Regions from separate parts of the Gossypium hirsutum genome. Here region 2 is linked to region 1. Evidence: chromatin contacts called from public Hi-C data. All regions are on one chromosome and are shown on one strand. The core of a region is the stretch at or near the end of the contact, and the rest is flanking DNA. Distances in the headings are between cores, read along the strand shown.

What was found. A called contact is a pair of places that touch in the nucleus more often than the background predicts.
Region 2: a Hi-C map of leaf shows a contact between it and region 1, with 2.3 times the contacts expected there. The contact joins the promoter of LOC107951724 here to the promoter of LOC121209944 in region 1. A contact is called at or near these places in 13 of 34 Hi-C or Micro-C datasets (callus, hypocotyl, leaf and 2 more).

The regions. Positions count from the first base shown.
Region 1 is chrA02:97,357,374-97,361,586 of Gossypium_hirsutum_v2.1, reverse strand. LOC121209944 (brefeldin A-inhibited guanine nucleotide-exchange protein 1-like) reads left to right here and starts at 1,256. Exons shown (of 4, transcript XM_041081949.1): 1 at 1,256-1,646; 2 at 2,098-2,301; 3 at 2,469-2,729; 4 at 2,960-3,197. The coding sequence starts at 2,239. The coding sequence ends at 3,028. LOC107952398 (phenylacetaldehyde reductase) reads right to left here and starts at 2,082. Exons shown (of 7, transcript XM_041084289.1): 1 at 2,062-2,082; 2 at 1,038-1,257; 3 at 336-505. The coding sequence starts at 2,082.
Region 2 is chrA02:97,633,096-97,637,683 of Gossypium_hirsutum_v2.1, reverse strand. LOC107951724 (haloacid dehalogenase-like hydrolase domain-containing protein At4g39970) reads left to right here and starts at 1,568. Exons shown (of 11, transcript XM_016886863.2): 1 at 1,568-2,177; 2 at 2,275-2,368; 3 at 2,538-2,582; 4 at 2,693-2,743; 5 at 2,871-2,945; 6 at 3,168-3,201; 7 at 3,513-3,568; 8 at 3,689-3,748; 9 at 3,873-3,932; 10 at 4,203-4,249; 11 at 4,352-4,588. The coding sequence starts at 1,813. The coding sequence ends at 4,400. LOC107951725 (mediator of RNA polymerase II transcription subunit 18) reads left to right here. Exons shown (of 5, transcript XM_016886864.2): 4 at 142-498; 5 at 1,108-1,457. The coding sequence ends at 1,210.

The DNA.
Region 1 (4,213 bases), core at 7-2,506:
GTTGAAAAGATCAACAGTTAGCTCAAGCTTCAAAGAATTCTAACAACATACATGAGCCTAAGAACCACCATTTTCAGAAATGAGTGGTGGGATTCAAGTAAACCAGAGAAAGAATATACTAGTTGTAGAAAAACATGTTGAACTATAGCAGATGAGACAATATGATAACTAAAGTTCATTTTTAATGACACTTATGAACATTGGAGGGCTACTTCATCCATATACAAAGAAAAAATAAAAATCAGCAATATTTAAAGAACCAGAATGGTAGAAACTAATCATAAATATTTATACACTGACCATGAAAAAATTCTATAGGAGAGAAAAAAAAGCACCTGAGGATCCTTGATATTGTGATAAAAAGGAGATGCTGTGTGGAAAACTCCTACGCATCCATCAACTACAGAATCAAAAGCTCCCTCATCCAGCAGCTGTGCCTTGAACAAACGGAGCCTTTCTTTTGCTCCATCAAGTACAAGTAAGTGTTCCGATTTTTTTGGATCACCTATATAAAAGTGAACGGGACAGTTATATGGAAAAACATATCAATCTTAAAACTATATTTCATTAATACCAAATGCAAAAAGATATATATATATCTCCTTCATAAAGTTAAACAAACTATTGAGCCTAAAAACCAAATATATTAGCGGAATCAAGGCTGATTAGTAAAAGGAATCAGAAATTAGAATTGTGTTACAGTTCGACATTAAAAGAGAGGGGGGGGGGGGCATTTTTAAGTATTGCAGAATGAAATCACCAAAAATATAAAATGTGCAATTAGATTGTCCATGAGTAGCGGAAATCCAACCCAAACCCTTTCTATAACAACTCAGATAGGTTTACATACATACAAAGTCTATCTTTCTAATCTTTGACTTGTATCACTGCCCAAAAAGTCGGTTAAGAAAGATGAAATCAGGCAAGTTCAAGTACCCTAACAGTTAATCATCAAATATTATCACAGATTTAAGAACAAAAAGAAGAAAGAGAAGGGGCTTGAAGCCAAGATTCAAATATTGAAGTTAAGAACAAACTTGGGTCACGAACAGTGGCTTTGACAGTGTAACCACGTTGGAGTAAAAACTTAACGAGCCATGAAGCAATGTAACCTGATACTCCTGTTACACAAACCACCTTCCCCCACTCATCTTTCTCTCGCTTCCCTTGATTCTCACTACTTTGGATGAAACTGTAAGACTGAGATCCGGGACTAAGGATAGATTCCTTTCTTCGTTTTATCTGTCTCTGTTTTCTCTACCGGTAGTTTAAGAAACAGAAATTTTGATAGCTGTTAGAAATTAACACTATGTTTGCTTGGATGGAATGGCTATTCCATTCCCTCCTTATTCTTTGATGACTAGTAATGCTTTTGTTTGGTTCACTGTTTCTTCATTCGGCCGTATTACTTAAAGCGTTTCTATTCCCACAAACGCGTAATAGGGATTCAGTGCTGAAAGCTTGGAATGGCTATTCTGACCATCGCTGAATAGAACGCGTAATAGGGATTCAGTGCTGAAAGCTTGGAATGGCTATTCTGACCATCGCTGAATAAAATTGAAGAAAATTTTTCCCAAAATCTCCTTCAGACTTTCCCTGCAAATGCGTTCAAAATTTCTTCTTTTATTACAACAATACACTTTCAGGTTAGCAGATTTTTCTTTTAAGTTTAATTTCGTTTGGTTTCTGTTCTTCAATAATCAAATTTTGTTTTAAAAGGGTTTGGTGATGGGTTTTCTTTAAAATTTCTAAAAAAATAGGCTACAACTCAACTCCTAAATCTCTGTCTTTTGGAGGAGATGATGTTTCTTTTTCTCTTATGGGAAACCTACGGACTAGAATTGAATTGCAGGGAGTCAATCGTAATCATCATATCGATATCTTCTTCTTAATCCTTGTTTTATTATTTCGACTTTGCCGCTGGAGACGACAAAAATAAACTAATTAATGGAGGAGATAACTCAAATTTTGATAATTTATATTGTCTGTATTACCCATGCATATCTCTTTTGCAATATTTGTCGTTCTTTAAATCAGAGTTTTATTCCCAAAATTTCTTACTGATAATAACTTAATTTTCATTATTGTATTTTACAGTATTTCAGATTTGGAGATATGGTGCAACAGTCGGAAATTTATTAAGAATTATACATTATAGTGCTTTAGAGCAGACACAAATTGAAGTCCAGACACTAGAGGGTCAAATGGAACCAAAAGTTCTGCTAGCAGGCAGTATAGATGGCTCCTTCAAGTATAATTGGAGTTGGAAATAGATATAGATGTATCTGCATCATCTTCCAAGTACAAGATGCCTTCGATTTTCTATTATTGTACTATAAATTCTAGTACTTTAGTTGGATCTACAAGTCAGTAATGTCAGTTTTCCAGCTTCAGTGTTTTGTTTTTATGAGCTTGTTAACAAAATTTAGGTCAGGGTTGAAAGCTGAAATTGGAATACTCTTTCCTAGGATATTTTTCTCCGGCATGAATCAGTGCAGTGCTTAGTTGGCATCATTAAGTCAATGGGAGCTTGGATGGATCAAGAGCTGAAGATAGGTGATTCTGACTTGTCTAGAAGCTTCAAGAGTGACACTTCATCAGAGAGACCTTCAACCTCGATTATAGAAAATGAAGTTGTCCCTGATTGTGAGTTGCATCCAAAAATGAATTTTGAATTGTCAGATACTGCTATGCTTGAGCAACGTCGGGCTTACAAGATTGAACTCCAAGTCGGTAATTTTTTTATGTTGGGATAAGTATGAGTGGTTCTTCAAGTAGCAGTTACTTATCTAGTACTGAAACTGTCACAGAGGGCTGCCTAAATATATCATTATAATTTTCCATATTACTATTGACTTCTCTTCATTCATGTAATTTTATGTAGCGTAATTTTATGTGTAGCTCTCCTTTTCTTTTACAAGCTCAGTTTTACTGACCAACTTTACTAGGTTACATGCAGAAAGGTGGCTCATTATTTAACAGGAATCCTTCCAAAGGCATCGAGTTTCTTATAAATACATGCAGATGAGAGCTTTATTGCCTAATAAACCAGGCTTTTCTTCAGCCAAGTTAAATAGTTCCATGACTATTTCATTCTTGAGATATTCCAATGGAAGCACAAAGTGTTTCTGATCCACACTGTATACAACAAAATCGCCCTGCTCAACTGTTGTCGACGTGTTGCAACTGTTTGTGCTAGTATCTGAGGTGGCACTTGATGGTGTGATCCTCTTTCTCCTGATTGTAGCCATTTTTTACCATTTTCTTACTAACTTGATAAGCTTCTTAGCGCTGACCATCTTGCTTTGCTCTAAGGTTAATAGGAAAGAACTCCGAGATGAAAGGAAAAAGAGGGAAGATTTAGGCTTGAAACTCTTCTGGATATAAAGCAATGGAAATTTGATGAATATATAACTAGAAGGTAAGAGACAGTCCCTTTAATGAATAGTACAATGCCAGTATTCATTGGAAACAAAGACGTGGTAGGTAGATATGTATAGTTTGCAAGGTGACCATGTTTGCTTTTATTGGATGATTAACCCCCAGCAAAGTTGATCATATATAGAAGTTCATATATACATCTTTATGTAACTTCCAAGTGGTTTAACAACAATAAGGTCCAGTAATGAAAGTGGTCAGATGATCCACATGTTCTGGATTGATGAGTTTTTATAATTTCTGAAACAGATTTTGCCCCTAAAAAATTGTTTATCTCTAGGCTGTTATGCTTTTAAATTGTCTTTTGTTTAAATCTACTTCGCATTTATTTTGTCTGTTAATTGCTTTAAGAGATTATGGGGTCAAATATATGCTTAAATCTATTTGAGCTGCCTTTACCTGATAACTATTATAACTAGATAGACATAAAAAATATATGGTAAAAAGAACTCTTCAATTCCTCTCAATTTTGAATTGAGCAAATTGGTCCTTCTAAGAAAATCAAAGCAATTTATTTCCTATCAATTTCGAAGGTTAGAAATTAAGGACAATTAATCATAGAGTTAATGTTTTCATGGATTATACATGATTTTGATTGGTCTAATAACAAATTTAGCCATTATTGTTTATACATTCTATCAATTGGGTCCTAATTTAATAAATTTATCTTGCAATATTTGTGTAAATTTTGAGGTTGAATTTATTGAATTTTCCTGATATTGGCTATGAACTGAGCTTGCATGCTTCCTCACAACCATCTTCTTCTAAGCCAGGT
Region 2 (4,588 bases), core at 319-2,818, 280 kb before region 1:
ATTCTCATATCCATGTCTAGATATACAGTGGATACAGTGTCGGACATGAATACTTCAAAAAAAGTAAAGGGTCAAGAATAACGTAGTTGGTGTTATTTTTTGTTGTGTTGGGTGGTTATTAAGTTTATATAATGTTTGTAGGACTGTGAAACATGTTGGGGGTGCAATGAGGGGTGCTGGAGCAGAGCAAATCTCTGTGCTGGTTAGAAGTATGGTAGAAAGCAAAGCCAGCAAGAACGTGCTTCGATTATTTTATTCACTTGGATATAAGTTGGATCATGAGTTGTTGAGAGTGGGATTCACCTTTCATTTCGAAAGGGCTGCTCAGATAACCGTGACTGTCTCATCGGTTAATAAGATGCTGAAACTGCACGCAACGGATGAGGCTGTCCCGGTAACACCTGGTATACAGATGGTTGAAGTGACCGCGCCTGCAACATCGGAAAATTATAATGAAGTCGTTGCTTCTGTCTCTTCTTTTTGTGAATATCTTGCACCGTAAGAGCCTTTTTTCTTCTTGCTTATTAAGATGCATGGCTATTATAGAACTTGTCACCTGAAAATAGGATCCTCAAACATGATTTTGTGATCGTTATTTCGTGGTTTTGATTCTTTCCACTGATGATATTTACTACAATTGGCTAGACAGCATTCATTACACTATGCAACTACTAGGGGGACTGCCAGATATGAGTATTGGTCACTGGTCACACAAGTGTTAGACATGAGTGTTCCTGGGAAAATGAGAAGTCGAAATAACATAACTTTGCAACTGTGAAAAACGCGATGCACAACAAGAATTTAAGTAATTGGTCTAATCATAATCTAGTCTTTTAAGCTCATGATGATTGTATAAATCATCATAAATATGAATTATCATTTGTATTAGGCAGCAGGAAAACCTGTTTCTAGTGATTATAATAGATTAGTGTTTCTTATACCATGGTTATGATTTTAGATATTCAGCTTCTAGCACATAGGATATGGTATTTTGATGGATCCTGAATGAAGGATTTGTGTTAGCGTAAGAAACTGGTGGCTTTGTCATCTAATTTTGATTGTATAATTTGTATCTCGGACAAAGCTTTGTGGTGTTTGATTTTGCAGGCTGCTGCATTTGTCAAAGCCAGGCGTTTCAACCGGGGTTGTCCCGACAGCTGCTGCAGCTGCCGCATCTCTTATGTCAGATGGTGGAGGCACAACTTTGTAATAGGATTTGTAAAGGTTGCAGAATGTTTATAACAGGGTACTTTTTGCATAATTGATGATTCGTCACATTTCCCCCCTCTATTATTATGGCTATACTCAAGGATGCTATTTTTGATCCCATGTTCCAACTTCAAGACGATTTGTGGAGTTTCCATAATGTGTTGGTGGAACTACTGTGTAACTTAGTCGTTTATGTTAGGCTTGACTTGAAATTCGATTCAAATTAAATTTGATTAAATATAAAACTAACTTGAATCATGGTATTTGAATGATTTTTGAAATACAAATTAAAAAAATGTGGTGTCTTAAGCTGAGCCAAAATTTATTTTCATATAATTTATAATTAATATTTACTTTTCTTCGACTTCATTTGTAATCATATATCGAATTGGTTGATTGAATTGAGAATTGATTGAGATACTAATACCGAGAGAGGGTTAGAGGGGTTGGCATGCAAATCCAATTGCAAAATTGTATGCGTTAAAAGGTAACGTTGAAGCTGGAGAGATATCCACAGCCACACGAACCAAACCCGCCAAAAAATTACCTCCTTTTTAACTCGAAAACTCTCCATTTTAAACCAATCAGTGAAGCAAATCAGCCATGGCGTCTCACTCCACACTCTTTATCTCTCCTCAAAACCTCTCCTCCAACTTCTCTTCTCTCTTTTATTACTCACCACGGTCCCTCACTTTCAGAACCAAAAGGTCTTCCTCCCTTTCCTTAACCACCACAAAGCCCCGACGACTCTACCTCTCTGTCTCAGCTTCCCATTCCCTTCAAGCTCTCATTTTCGACTGCGATGGTGTCATTCTAGAATCCGAGCACTTGCATCGCGAAGCTTACAACGACGCTTTCGCTCACTTCAATGTTCGTTGCCCTCCTTCTTCACAGCCCCTTAATTGGGACCTTCAATTTTATGATGTGCTCCAGAACCTGATTGGTGGTGGCAAACCCAAGATGAGATGGTTCTTTCTTTTTTCTAAATATTTCTGGGTTTCTTTTATTGTTCTTAATTTTTCTTGTTGCTGATCGGTTTAATGGAGATTTTTGGTATTTCTGAAGGTACTTCAAGGAACATGGATGGCCATCTTCTACCATATTTGAGACGCCTCCTGAGAGTGATGAGGAACGAGCTAAGTTAATTGACACTCTTCAGGTATTATTAATAATTATATAGCTTTGATGTAGTGACTGCCAATGCCAATGAAATCAAGGGGAAACAGGGAATGGAGGTCCAATTAAGCTTTAATTTGATCTTTGTATAGGAATTGTGAAATTCTCTTTATTGAAGAACTTATGTACGTGGTGCTGTTACATCTTTGTAGGATTGGAAGACTGAAAGGTACAAAGAAATAATCAAATCTGGAACTGTAAGCAGACATTATTGTTTATCACATTGCATTTTCTTTTATCTCTTCATTGATTCTGAATTGGTTATCCATATTATTGAATAAAAAGAGAGTGGTATTGTTTTGATCAGGTGGAACCTAGACCTGGAGTTTTAAGATTGATGGATGAGGCCAAGGCAGCTGTAAGATACTCTACTTGTTTATCAATTGAGATTGATAATCAATTCATGATCCTTTCATTGCAATCAATCCAAATGAATTCAATACAATCCTTTGTTTGTGATGCCATTTTCTTTCTCCAATCTGCAGGGGAAAATGCTAGCTGTTTGCTCTGCAGCAACTAAAAGTTCAGTTGTACTCTGTCTTGAGAACCTTATTGGAATGGTAATTTCTGGTGGCGATTCATACCTAAACTGTGAGGTATTGTCCACTTTGATCCAAAAGTTTCGTGGTTTGTCTCATTAAAGACATCTCTTGTGAGACAAAACCATGAGAGTTTCGAGTGAAAACCAAACAATATCTCGCAGTTTTGATTCCAAAATTATTGATCAACAAGTATCCTCACTTTTGTTTCCTTATTCTTATATTATTTTCCCCTTGTTATAGGAGCGATTTAAGGGGCTTGATTGCTTCCTTGCAGGTATGTTGACTACTTCTAAAACATATGTTTTTGTTGTTAGATATATTTTAGACCTGTGTGAATCAAAATATGCACTGAATACTTTCACAAGTCTGATTCTTCTAAATGAACTGAGCTCCTTATAAAAGTCTTCTAGACAAGCTCATTTATAACCTTGACCTGTTTCTAAAGCAATAACTTCATTGGTTGCCTTTTGTTCTTTGGTCCCTCTAGCTATGCATTTTGGCCCATTTCATTTTGCCATTTCTTTCTTTTATGATGATTCTGTTCTTAAAACCCAATCTTCCTTTTGTTTTTCTTTATGCTTGTAGGAGATGATGTGAAGGAAAAGAAGCCAGACCCATTGATATATCTGACAGCTGCCAAGGTAACTTACTAGTTAACTCTATCATGTGCACTTAACGATAATGTTACTTATGCTTATATTTTTCATCTCAGTGTTTGCTTGCTATATCTGTATCTGATTCAGAAATCTTATTTATGACAGAGATTAGGTGTGTCAGAGAAAAATTGCTTGGTGGTAGAAGATAGTGTGATTGGGCTTCAGGTAATGCTCTATTCTCTAGAAAAGAGATACCATGTCTCCAAATATTAGTTTGGGCATTGTATGCACTGAACAAATATATCAACCATAGTTAAAGTTTTATGCAAAACTTATTCCATCTGTGCAGGCAGCAACTAAAGCTGGGATGTCATGTGTGATTACCTATACTTCTTCAACTGCTGACCAGGTAAGTTCTCGAAGCAATACTTGCTGACAGCCAATGTTACATCGTTTAACACACACATCTGATACATATATTGGCATGAAAACGGGGACATGGCTTCACAAGGACCTTCCAAATACATGGAAAAACTTGAAAATAAAATTGAACATACTCGTGTTAAATATACGCTTCGTATCCTACACTCGCACTCGAATCCGATTAACATAGCTAACAAGTGGTAGCTCAATAGTTTGCTGATTGAGTAACTAAGTTCTTTTTCCAAATTCAATTCAGGATTTTAAAGACTCTATAGCAATTTACCCTGATTTGAGTAATGTGAGGTATGCCACCATTTCATTTCAGGCAGTCTATTTTTTCTTTTTCTCTGTCAAATTATTATTATTATTATTATTTAATTCTGTGGAATCTGTTTTTCTATGCAGATTGAGTGACTTGGAGTTATTGCTCCAAAATAAGGTTGCTGCTAGCTAAGGGATTCAGCCATCAGCACAATCCTTGGATTACAAAGTAAGATATGCCACTGATCTTATAATTTTTTTTTTCTTTTTTTCTACTTGCCTTTAAGCATTTGTTGTTATAATCATACAAGTCAGCCATTTATTTTACTTACCTTGCCCCCTTAAAGAAAAAAAAAAAAAAAGGAAAATGCATGGAAATTT